2 separate regions of the Mus musculus genome follow, and region 1 is linked to region 2. Evidence: chromatin contacts called from public HiChIP or PLAC-seq data. All regions are on one chromosome and are shown on one strand. The core of a region is the stretch at or near the end of the contact, and the rest is flanking DNA. Distances in the headings are between cores, read along the strand shown. Region 1 holds the start of Rasgrp1 (RAS guanyl releasing protein 1). Region 2 overlaps Rasgrp1 (RAS guanyl releasing protein 1).

Region 1 (5,315 bases), core at 247-2,746, 39 kb before region 2:
CATTTTGGGAAAAGTAAGGGGGGCTCTCACCTCATCCAAAACTGCTCCCAGTGACGCCACCCTGCATACCGTCTTCATCTCTATGTTTGCCTGTATCTGTTCTGCCCTCATCCTGCATGACCCCGAGGTGACATCACTAATGCTCGGGAGTATCCTCAGGAGAAACGTCTTTTCAGGCTCTGTGACAAGAACCTCGGATCTTTTAAACATTTTTTTTCTGTTTCTTTTTGTTTTCTTCCTTTTTTGGGGGGTGGGGGTGGGGGTGTCTTTCATATGTAAGGAACTGAACTATGTAGACCTTCCTCTTGGGCTTGGCTGACCCCTTTGAAGCAAGTGTGTAGTAGATTCTGTTTTCCAAATGTGTAAGCATACATTGGTATGTAATTTTAGACTGCTCTCCACTTCTGGCCCCATTTTATCGGCCTTGTTTTGTTGCTGTTGTTTCTCATACTTATTTTTGTAGGTTGTGTATTCTTGTAAGTGATCCTGAATTCTTTTCTAGGACAACATTGCACATAAACATGAGGAAATGCACGCGTTATAGCAGAAGGAGGTCTTAAAGTCCAGAACGTTGTGGCTGGGAAGATCACGGGATGTGATAGCAATAACGAGGGTGTTATTAGGCCAGTCCAGCAGGGACTTAGAGACGCCAGGCAGAGCTCAGTCTGGGCCACCTCTCTTTTCGGTTTACTGGCTGTGAGAGCCTGGTGTTCTCTAAATCTTACGCAGTGCCCTCTTTGCGTTTGGAGGGGTGGCTTAACGAGGTAACATGTAGGAAACAGCACTGGATCAGCATTAGCTGTTGGTATTACCGTGGCCATGTTCCAGACAAGTAGCAGGTAGGTCTCCCCTCTTGGCCAGGTCTGCTGGCACGCTGACATTGCAAGAAAGCCCCTCCCCTAGCCTTCCACTCCCACTTGGCTCTCTTGGTCTACCACACCCACAAACTCCCAAGCAGCAGCCTCTAACCTGACAGCTCACCTCCACACCCACCGCCTCCTCCGTAGTGCAGTGCACACAGCTAAGTCTTCTCTTTTTTTAAATATGCCAAAGAGAACTAAGTGCGTAGTAGTTTAGGGGGGTTCTGCCTTCCTTGCCCAGACCCGACTGTGTACCCTCACTGATACATACAAGACAGTCCTGCCATCCGGGAAAGGGTCTCAGCAGAGCCCCCACCCCCACCCCCCTAGGGGACTCGTAGCCTTGGGTGGAGGCAACTCTTCGCAAGGCTCTAGCTTTGTCAATTTCGGGGCAACTCACTCTGCACCCCTCGGACCTAACTCTTGGGCTGGGAGAGATGAATGGCAGGCGGGGATGAAGGGAGACGCTAGGGCGGCGCAACTCCTCGGGGCGCTACCAAGTAATGGGGGCAGGATTCGAAGAAGAACTGAGGGCGCCCCACGTTTCCTCCAGCCTGATGATAACATCAACGCCTGTCAGGTGGTTGGTGCGAGAGAGTGTGTGCGCGCGCGGGAGCGAGCGTAGGGAGCGCGCTCGCACAAACTTTGTGCCTGCGGGTGAGCCTGGGTCGGCTCGCCGGGCTCCAAGAGTGGTCGGCTCCGGGCTGCGAGGGCCAGCGGCGGCCGAGGGATGCGCGGCGCCCGGCCGAGCCGATCCCACCGCTCTAGGTGAGACGGCTCCAGGGGCGCAGAGAGCCGCGACCATGGGAACCCTGGGCAAGGCGAGAGAGGCTCCGCGGTGAGTAGCTGCGTCTCCTCGGAGAGCGCTGCACCTCTACTGGGGAAGGATAGCTGAGCGGTGTGCCCTGTGGTCCTCTCCAGTGGGTACCAGGAGGGACTAGACGACCAGGGCGCCTCCCTCGGAGGAGAGTTGCCTACAGGGGTAGACCATGATCGGGGACCTGGGAGCCAGGTCAAGATAGGCGTGATACAGACAACCTCAGAGTCCAGCACACCAGGTCGGGAAGAAAGAGTTGGGGTTGCTGGGGTGGCGAGGCCACAGGTCACCTGGGCAGATCTGGAGTGGTCTGAGCCCAGCCAAACCTTTCACCTACCCAGCGCCCACAACAGTCGACCTCCCTGGATGCTCTCGGTCTGGGCACCCCCCGGGAACTCCCACTCGCACACTTTCCGTGCCCTTGGCACCCGCTGCGGGCGCGGGTCTAGGACAGCGCCACCTTGCGGACTCTCCTGGCCTTTCAGGAGCGACTGGCGGCAATGGCTGCAAGCGGAGGTGGCAGTGCTTGGCTGCCCTTTGAGGAAAAAGAAGTTTCCAAATCAATGGTCTATGAGTCTACACCCCTCCCCTTATACTCTACAGAGATGTTTGGGAGACGGAAGGTGAAGGAAGAATGGCTATGAACAGTCTATCTCTTGGGCAGCAATAAGGAGCCTGGGGTGGGGGTTGGAGGGATGTCAAGAAATTTAGTGTTTGTCCTCAAAACACCAGGACCCCGTAACTGCCTGGACACCACTTAGCCTTTGTTAGGGCCGAGAACGTTGTGTCCTTCACAACGCCATTCACGTGGACTCCGATATGACGGCACCATGCCTGATCTGTAACTATGCCCATTAAAATTCCCTGTTGGGCCATATCATCCCCTGAGTGTTCTCAACCTTACCTTGCGCTACACTATAATGGGTTAGTCCATTGAATTAACTCTGCATTATTGGCGGTGTGGGGCAGGACTGGAAGCTACACTCAGCAGAAATGGCCCTGTGAAAGCTGCCTTTTCTTATAAACAACTATGAGATGTCCCGGCCCTCCTCTGTTTCCTCCTTTGCCCTGTGGATAACTGTGCCTGGAGACTAAGTCCCCCAAATCGGTTCATACTTCGAAACCTCTCCCCAGGCTCTGTGGGGTGGGGAAGGCAGACGCTAACTACTGCAGGGCTGAGAAAACATCTTGAAGTTACTGGGTTTCTTTCAAGCTTTTGTTTTTGCTGTTATTGTTGTTATTTTGTTTTATTTAATTCATAAGTTTAACTGGAAACGTGTGGCTACTGCCCTTTAAAATCATGACTTTGTAGAATTAGAGGCTGTTCACTCTTCAGATGGTTAAAGCACTCTCAAAGTTGCCTATCATAAAGCACTGTAAAAATCCTTACCTACAACCATCTCACCAAGAGGTGGAGGGAGGGGAGAGGGCAGAGGACGTGAAGCGGGGATCTAGCTTGGTGAAGAGTGTTTGCCTGGCATGCAACAATCCTGACTTTGGTCCCTAGCATCATGTAAGAAAGAAATTAAGATATTTCTTTTAATTCCTTTGGTTGCATCTTGGTGGAGTGATAGGATTGTTCGTTTTCAATCAGGTATGATGGGGGCATATTTGCAATCCCAGCACTGAATAGAAAAGACTAATACAGAGTTTCAAGCCACATAGTAAGACCCCTGTCTCACAAAAAGAAAAACAAAACAAACAAACAAACAAAACCAAAACAAGCTAAAAAAAATTCTTTTTAAAAAAAATGTAAAGAAAGAAAGAAAAAGAGAATGTGACCTGAGAGTTTTTCCAGGGCAAGCAGTCAAGAGACTAGACAAAGCTTACATGTGCACAGAGTGCTGTTGGCTTTTAACACTTTGCCTTCCCTAGTTTCTCATGCCCTCTGAATTGCTCCTCACTGGGCTAGGTTTAGGTAGTTGTCTTTTTTCTAGGAAGGGAAGGGAGCCAAGCTAGGAAGTGTGGCTTGGTGCTAAGGAAGCTGGCTGCTAACCTGCTGTGCATCTGTGGCCAATATATCTCTATTGCATAGCTGTAGGTGTTTGGGAAAGGACTGTGGAGAGACGACTAGCCAGCTCTTGGGTCCTGGTGACCATTTCAGGAACCTACTAAACAAGGAAGAGCTGAGACGCTGCCTCTGCATCACCAGCCATCTTTCTGAAGCACACGGTTGTTATACATTGAATAAGCCCTTTTGGGCTCTTGACAATCTACTCACCAATTTCAGTGCAGGAATAAACACACAGTTTCATGTAAAAAAAAATAATAATAAAGCCTACTAGATGAATAAAAGCAAGAGGGACCCCAGATACTAGTCCCTGAGATAGCCCATATGAACAGCCTCAGTATGTGTAGGACTCAGTTTCATATCACAAGGTCGTATCTTTCTAGACTGTAGCTTCAGACACAATGCAAATTCCTGCACAGTATCTTTGGAACATGGAAACTTCATGCAGACTGTTGCTGTTTTCAGGTTATCAGTTTATTCTCAGACACTGATCTGACAGTCTCAGGGTCTGGATAAAAGACGGTGGTGGTCAAGAGTTTAGTGGATTTCTGCAGCACCAACCTGATTCTTTGGGAGTCGTTGGCTTGGGTTAGCATGTTCCAAGTCACCAGGGTGACTGTGCTTTATTGGTCCTAGCTTGGAACTGAGCTCCATGCACACCACAGCCCGATGCTCTGAAGTTGGAGCAGAACTGGAAGGGCCAAGGTGACTCCTGGAGTCTGGCTGTGTGGTGTGTCCTGTGTTCAGGGTACTGTCTTTGTGCAGGCTGATTTCTACAAACCCAGGTGTGCCCAGGGTGGGGGCGGGGTGGATTTCTGTTTGTTTGTTTGTTTGCTTGCTTGCTTGCTTGCTTGCTTGCTTGCTTGCTTGTTTTAACTAAGGATTTGTTTGGCCTCTTCTGAGTGAGGTTTAGACCTTGTCAGAGGAGCTCTTCCACCCAGCCCCTGGAAGTGCTTTGCCCTCTGCTTTGCCCTCGACAATCTTGAGACATTCACCTAGAAGTTACGTGGTTACACTCGCTGTCTTGGTCAGATTCCCCTACTAAAGCTTTGTGTATTAGGGAACTATGAGATGGCTTTATACAAGAGTAACTAACACGCTATGGACATGTATAATTTACAGAGAAAGTTACAGAAGCCATCTCACCACGGTCTCCCCCCTGGCCCACTGTAATATCTTACTCATGGGAATAAGTATGCGGCGAATCGATGCAGACTTGTGTTTCTAGTATGTGCTATGTTTCTAGACTGTTAACTCCTTCTCTTCTTTGACAGTTAAACTATACATTAGCCAAGGGTGCAATGAGAAAAGAACTAAGAACATGCAAAAAAAGCTACCAGCAAAAATGCCTATCATTATTAAACCTTCAAAGATTATAGACGTGGGTCTCTGTGTGGTTTTTAATAAAGAGGAAAATAAAACATACTGCATGAGACACTTTGCATGGTGACCTGTATCAGCCAGATCACGCCAAGCTAAGGATGAGCAGACGAAGCGCCACCAGACTCCTAAGCCATTTCCAGATCCAAAATGGTTACTTTATATTCGGTTCTAGAGCAGGCAGCTCAGCTCAGAGCCAACCCCTCCCCAGTTTCTCTTCGTTGAGGATCAATGTAAAGACCCGATG
Region 2 (5,525 bases), core at 1,220-3,719:
CAGTGAGTAGACAGGGTAGAAATAAGCAGCACAACCCCTGACATTCCATGCCATAGAAACAAAGGCAGTTCTGAAAAGCACGCCAAAGGGCATCTTTACCCTCCATGCTACTGTATAGAACACAGCTTGCTACCCAATGGGATGTGGAAATACGCAGCTAGTGGTGCTTTTTGCAAATCATCATGGCCCCTCAAAGTCCACCACCACTCTTCATATGTAATGTTTACTTTCATTTCACCACAGGGACCTTAGTAATAGGACAACTTGGACTTGAGAACCCTCACTTGCGTGTCCAAGGCCAGGAGACAGCCCTAGAAATGCACCCAACTAGCCATGTGCCTTTGTAAAACTTTTGAAAGATATTTATTCTAACTACATATTAATCCTGTGGCTTCCTACTCTGATGCTAGAGAAAGTCCCTCTCAACCCCCAATTGCATAAATGGTGGGTTCCATAAATCCCACAGCTACCTCTGCTTTCCATCTGGATGTAGACTTTATCCTTTGATAAGACACTATCACCTCTTGCTTCATAATCAATTAGGGATAGGCAAGGGGTACAGGAGGATGGTAAAATCCAGGAGGAAAGACAAGGTGAAGGTGCTGGCAGCTGAAAGAGCTGTGTTTGAACAGCCCTAAGCTGTCTGTCCCCTGGAGTTTTGAAAGAGGGTCAGGGTCCCACCCCCCACCCTACCCCCCATCTCTTTCTGAGAGACTCACATGCTGTTCTTTGCACTTTCAGATGCGGATGGAAACCTGTGTCGGAATAACCAACTGTTACAAGTCATGCTAACCATGCACCGGATCATCATCTCCTCAGCCGAGCTGCTACAAAAAGTCATGAATCTATATCCTTGGGCATCAGAAAGTATGCCGCTGCTTCAAGTGTGCTTTCATTTTAGTTAATTTGGAGTAAAAGTGAGCATTAAGTGCCTTTAACTCTCCCTGTAAGGATGTGGTTGTGTGTTTGAGCAATGGTGTGTGTGTGGTATGTGTGCACAAATCTGTGTGTTTATATATGTCTGCACCTGTGTGTGTAGTTTCCTTTAGGTAAGACAATATTATTTATGCAGATTTCTCTCTGTGGTAGATGGTCAAGAAAGTCAATATACAAATGCAGGTAACATTAATATCGCCTATTATTTTTTTAATCTTTCATTATACATTAGTTGCAAATTATATTCAGGCTGCACAGGCTTACCAGGACAACTGTGAATCCTGAATGGTGCATTTCTTGCGGGACTTCTTGTGAGTTCTTCAGCCCTCCTGGGCTCTGAGAAAAGGTTTAGCTACATGATCTGTACTACATTGCCTTCTTGGTCTAGACTGTATTACTAACTGTGGGCTAGTTAGACCTTGCTCGATGTGGACCTCTGTTGTGGGAAATATTAAAAATTGAACCCGCCAACTCTCTGCAAGACTTGATCATGCTCCCATGCTCCTGCCACCATAGATGCCAACTCTCTGCAAGACTTGATCATGCTCCCATGCTCCTGCCACCGTAGCTGCCAACTCTCTGGAGCTAGCCCCCTCAGCATCTGTCTAACTTGTCCTGCGAGCCACTAGTTCCCTCTCTGCTATAATCCCTTGTAACCAGCAGTCCCATACTCCAGTAGCCAAATAGATCCACCATCCTCACGGTTTAATAACCTGGTAAAATCAAGACTCAAGCTTATAGTTAATTAATTAGATTTATGTATCAATAAGATCACACTTTACAAGATGCCAATAAATAATTTCAGAGAAAATTGATAATGATAACGCTTTAACCCAATTATTATAAGCTTTTGATAACACCATGTCAGCCTCCATTCTTCTTCTCCCTCCTCCTGAGACCTCTCTGTCTCTGTAACTCTTCGGTCTGCCTCCCTTTTCCCTGTCCAATCACAAGCCTCCCCTGCAATAATGAAATTGGACAGGGAAAATCCTATGTCAGACCTCCTGTAGTAGGATATGGATGTTGCCTGCTTTCTCCTTCAAAATGCTGGTGATACTGTGAGCCATTGTCCTCAAAGGAAAAGTGCAGTCAGAAACATGAAACCAGTTAGCTAGCGCCTGAGGCCCAGGTCTCTGGGGCTGAGTCAGGACATGTGACTGTGCAAATCCTTTTCCAGGAAACACAAGAAACACTACAATCTGGCATAGAAAAAGGAAACACAACAGCCCTTCTCTGAACTGCCATAAAGCTGTATCTTCCATCTCAGAGACCCGTATACCAGGGTAGAGCGTTGGGAGGGCCACCTAATGAGAGATACTTGTGATGAGTAGACACCGCCTCTGCGGAGCGTTTCAAACCAATTCAACCTGTTTTTTTATGACTCTGTGCACCAGCAACTGTGAACAACACCAGCAATTAAGCACTCCTTCCTCAAAATGTGCTGGTCTCGGGACTACATGCACTTGAGTGGCCTCCTTTGGGGCACCGCTGGATGCTGTTTCTGCAGCAACCCCTACACTGCCCGCCCATCACATCCTCCACACTCTACCCCCGCCCCTCTGTGCTGTTGCTCAGACTTTCAGTGGCACCTGCTCCCCAGCCATGACACATTCAAATGTCCCTCATCTAAAAATAAACTCTTAACCCTGTTTCCCCTTTATTCGACTGTTAGGATTAGAAATTTGATGTGAAACCTTCTTAAATAGTCTGCCTTCACAATCTCCAATCTCTACTCCCACTAGCTGCTAAGCATGACTGCGGCTGCTACCCAAGCACTCAGACTTTCCTCTGCTGTTGCTGTGGCCTCCCAGCTGCCAGGCCCAGTGGACTTTGCTCATACCTTACAGAAGCACTGGACATCATGAGAGCCCATGCCTCTGAGGCCTTTCCCCAAGGACTTCTAAACCATACCCTCACATGCGCGCACGCGCACACCTCTTTTGAAAGAGCTAAGATTTCAATGTTAAGTCAAAGTGGCTGGTTTGTTTTGCAGTGTACCCTCCTCCCTTGCTTCCCAGTACTTTGTGCATAGGAGTTGTGTTTTCTACAGCCCTTGGTAGTCCTCATGCTTGGAAGCTTCCAAGCATCCTTCAGAAAGAGGAAGTCCCTGAGCCCTTGGCTGCTGGGCCATGGCAAAGGCAGCAGGCTCAAGACTGCTGCTTCTTGTTTAGGCAATGGTATTGTTGCCTACAATTGAAAATACAGAGCCAATGCAGAGTTGAAAAGAAACTGGTATGCTAAGAGGAGTTAGGGAAAACAAAAACACAAGGGGCAAGCTAACAAATACATCTGAATACATAAAATGTTAGCAGGACAAACCAGTCCAGACCTTCCAGAAAACAGCTTATGATAGACAAATGGAAACTTAAAAATTATCTCGGGCCTACAGATTGGTGGAGGACATCATTGTGTGAAACTACCCACAAAAGGTTTCTGAGTGAGAAGACCCTGTGTGCAAGTGTGCTCAGGGGAGAGATCACATGAGGACCTGGGAGGACCTGAGTGTGCACTTGCTCTAATTTCAAGGATATATTTAATAAGAGATAAATAATATTCACATTTAATTTCCAAATTAGTCCTCTATTTATTAAAATTACACATTTTTCCATAATTCTTTGTGTTTTCCAGTTTAGTTTGCTCACCTTTAAGGTTTACATTTTAGGTTTATCTTTCTTGAGCTGCAATTTATCCAATGGGTTAACATTATCTTAGGTATTCTAAAACTGAGCATAAAATAAGTAAGATTTAAACTTAAAACCACTTATCTACTGCACTTAAGTCAAATGTCTAACACTGAAGTTTCAAACCTGTGGGTCCAAGATGCTCAAAATCATTGAGGTATACATGATTTCAAAATGCACTTAGGCCTTCCTCATTAACACAACACTGTGGTTCTTGAACACCGCCTTTTCTGTGTTTAACTCAAAGTTTTCCAAAGGTTTCTAGTAGTTTCACACCTACTGAGAGAGGGCCGATTCCATTCCAGTTACGCGCTCTCAGCTGGTTGTTGCAATTATCCTGTCCCCATTGTTAAAAGAGAAAGAAGCCATAGCCTTGTGGGATAGACAGGGAGGTAGCTTGCTCTTCAGTATGTCAAGAAGAAAGATGTTAGGTCACACCGCATTCACCACTGGACTAGAGTTCTCATCTGATTCTTAAATAAACAAATATCCTTGCCTTGTACCTCAAAAGTCATTTAAACACCGGGATGTTCTTCTATTCTTTCAAAATATTCATAATTATAAAGACTGATACAATGCTCTTTGGTTGTATGATTTTGTATTGTTCCATCGCTTTGTCTGTCTTGCCAGGTAGTATACAAGGTTAGTCAACTAATGCCTACCGTGTGTGTGTGTGTGTGTGTGTGTGTGTGTGTGTGTGTGTGTGTGTGATGTTCATGGTATTGGTGTTAATTTTCAATGCATTTGAATACATATAGAGAGTTCTCTAAATCACTGCCTAGTTATGCATACATCAGTTACTATAAAAATTTTAAAAGACAAAAGGGATCTCTTTCTAACTCATTCATTCAGTTGGTCTCCTAGTCACTTGGGCATATACAAGAGGCAATTTGCCCACATTTTAGGGATTAACTTGATAAATACTTCCAAAGTATTTTATGGTTTCTATAATACAGCTTCCATTTTCCTTAACCATGACCCTACATATAAGGATGCCCTGGAAAAGAATTCTCCAGGAGTTTGCCTGAAGATCTGCTATTTTGTCAGGTAATGTGTCTGTGATCTGGAGACTGTGTGGCGTGAGATGGGATGAAAAGCTGCTGCCTACAATGTGTCTCCTGCTGGTCCTCCCTACCTCTCCCTCCCAGCCTTGTGTAGGCTTCCTCACACTGATGGCTGCCTCTGACACTAAGCTGCCTTGACATTGTATTCTGCCTCTGACATTGTATTCTGCCTCTGACACAGTATTCTGCCTCTGACACTGTAATCTGCCTCTGACACTGTAGTCTGCCTCTGACACTGTATTCTGCCTCTGACACTATTGGCTGCCTCTGACACTGTAGTTTGCCTCTGACATTGTATGCTGTCTCTGACACTGTATTCTGCCTCTGACACTGTAGTCTGCCTCTGACACTGTAATCTGCCTCTGATACTGTATGCTGCCTCTAACATTGCAAGCTGCCTTTGGACACTGATGGCTGCCCCTGGACAACAAAGACCTTAATACTGGAAAGTCAGCCAAACAGTGGATTTCCTCCAGTGTACCTGTGCTTAAGATTTTTTTATTCTTATTCCTCTTAGATTTATGAGTTTGCATAAGAGAAGGATAAAAGGATAATCAAGGGTCTATGTTTTCTTCTTTATTTTATCCTTAGTTATTATGGTAATATAGCTCATTGAACATTTTAAAAATTCTGAAAATAATATAATAAGCACTCACAACCAACTACTATTTTGTATATATCCTTCATGAAGTTCTTTTTTCCTCGTTTCATTTTTTAGTATTTCTTGCTAATATTTTTTAAGGTGACATAAAGTTGGTGGGGTTTATGATAGCATTTTGAAACATAAATGTTCTTTTCACTGCTTTCTGCTTACATACTCCTATCCCTCCATCACTTTGCTTAG

What was found. HiChIP or PLAC-seq counts read pairs in DNA pulled down with a chosen protein or histone mark.
Region 1: an H3K27ac HiChIP or PLAC-seq map of bone marrow-derived dendritic cells shows a contact between it and region 2, with 2.8 times the contacts expected there. The contact joins the promoter of Rasgrp1 here to the enhancer-like site in region 2. A contact is called at or near these places in 3 of 39 promoter capture datasets (hippocampal neurons, macrophages and pre-B cells), 1 of 15 datasets of contacts at CTCF or cohesin (CD8 T cells), 28 of 484 Hi-C or Micro-C datasets (B cells, CD4 T cells, CD8 T cells and 17 more), 7 of 115 datasets of contacts at active chromatin or transcription factors (CD8 T cells, the SCID.adh cell line, Th17 cells and 3 more) and 3 of 9 other capture datasets (adipose tissue, liver and pancreatic islet).

What each region holds. Positions count from the first base shown.
Region 1 is chr2:117,339,058-117,344,372 of GRCm38.p6, reverse strand. It overlaps Rasgrp1 (RAS guanyl releasing protein 1), which reads left to right and starts at 1,496. Exons shown (of 17, transcript NM_011246.3): 1 at 1,496-1,698. The coding sequence starts at 1,664.
Region 2 is chr2:117,301,100-117,306,624 of GRCm38.p6, reverse strand. Rasgrp1 (RAS guanyl releasing protein 1) reads left to right here. Exons shown (of 17, transcript NM_011246.3): 3 at 742-847; 4 at 4,602-4,664. Among named protein-coding and RNA genes, the nearest start is that of Rasgrp1, 39 kb to the left of the region's middle. Within about 2 kb of position 2,469, at least 73 of the 459 cell types and tissues checked have an H3K27ac peak or open chromatin away from gene starts, as enhancers often do. A contact at or near this core is called in B cells, CD8 T cells, Th1 cells and 7 more, where this site is marked.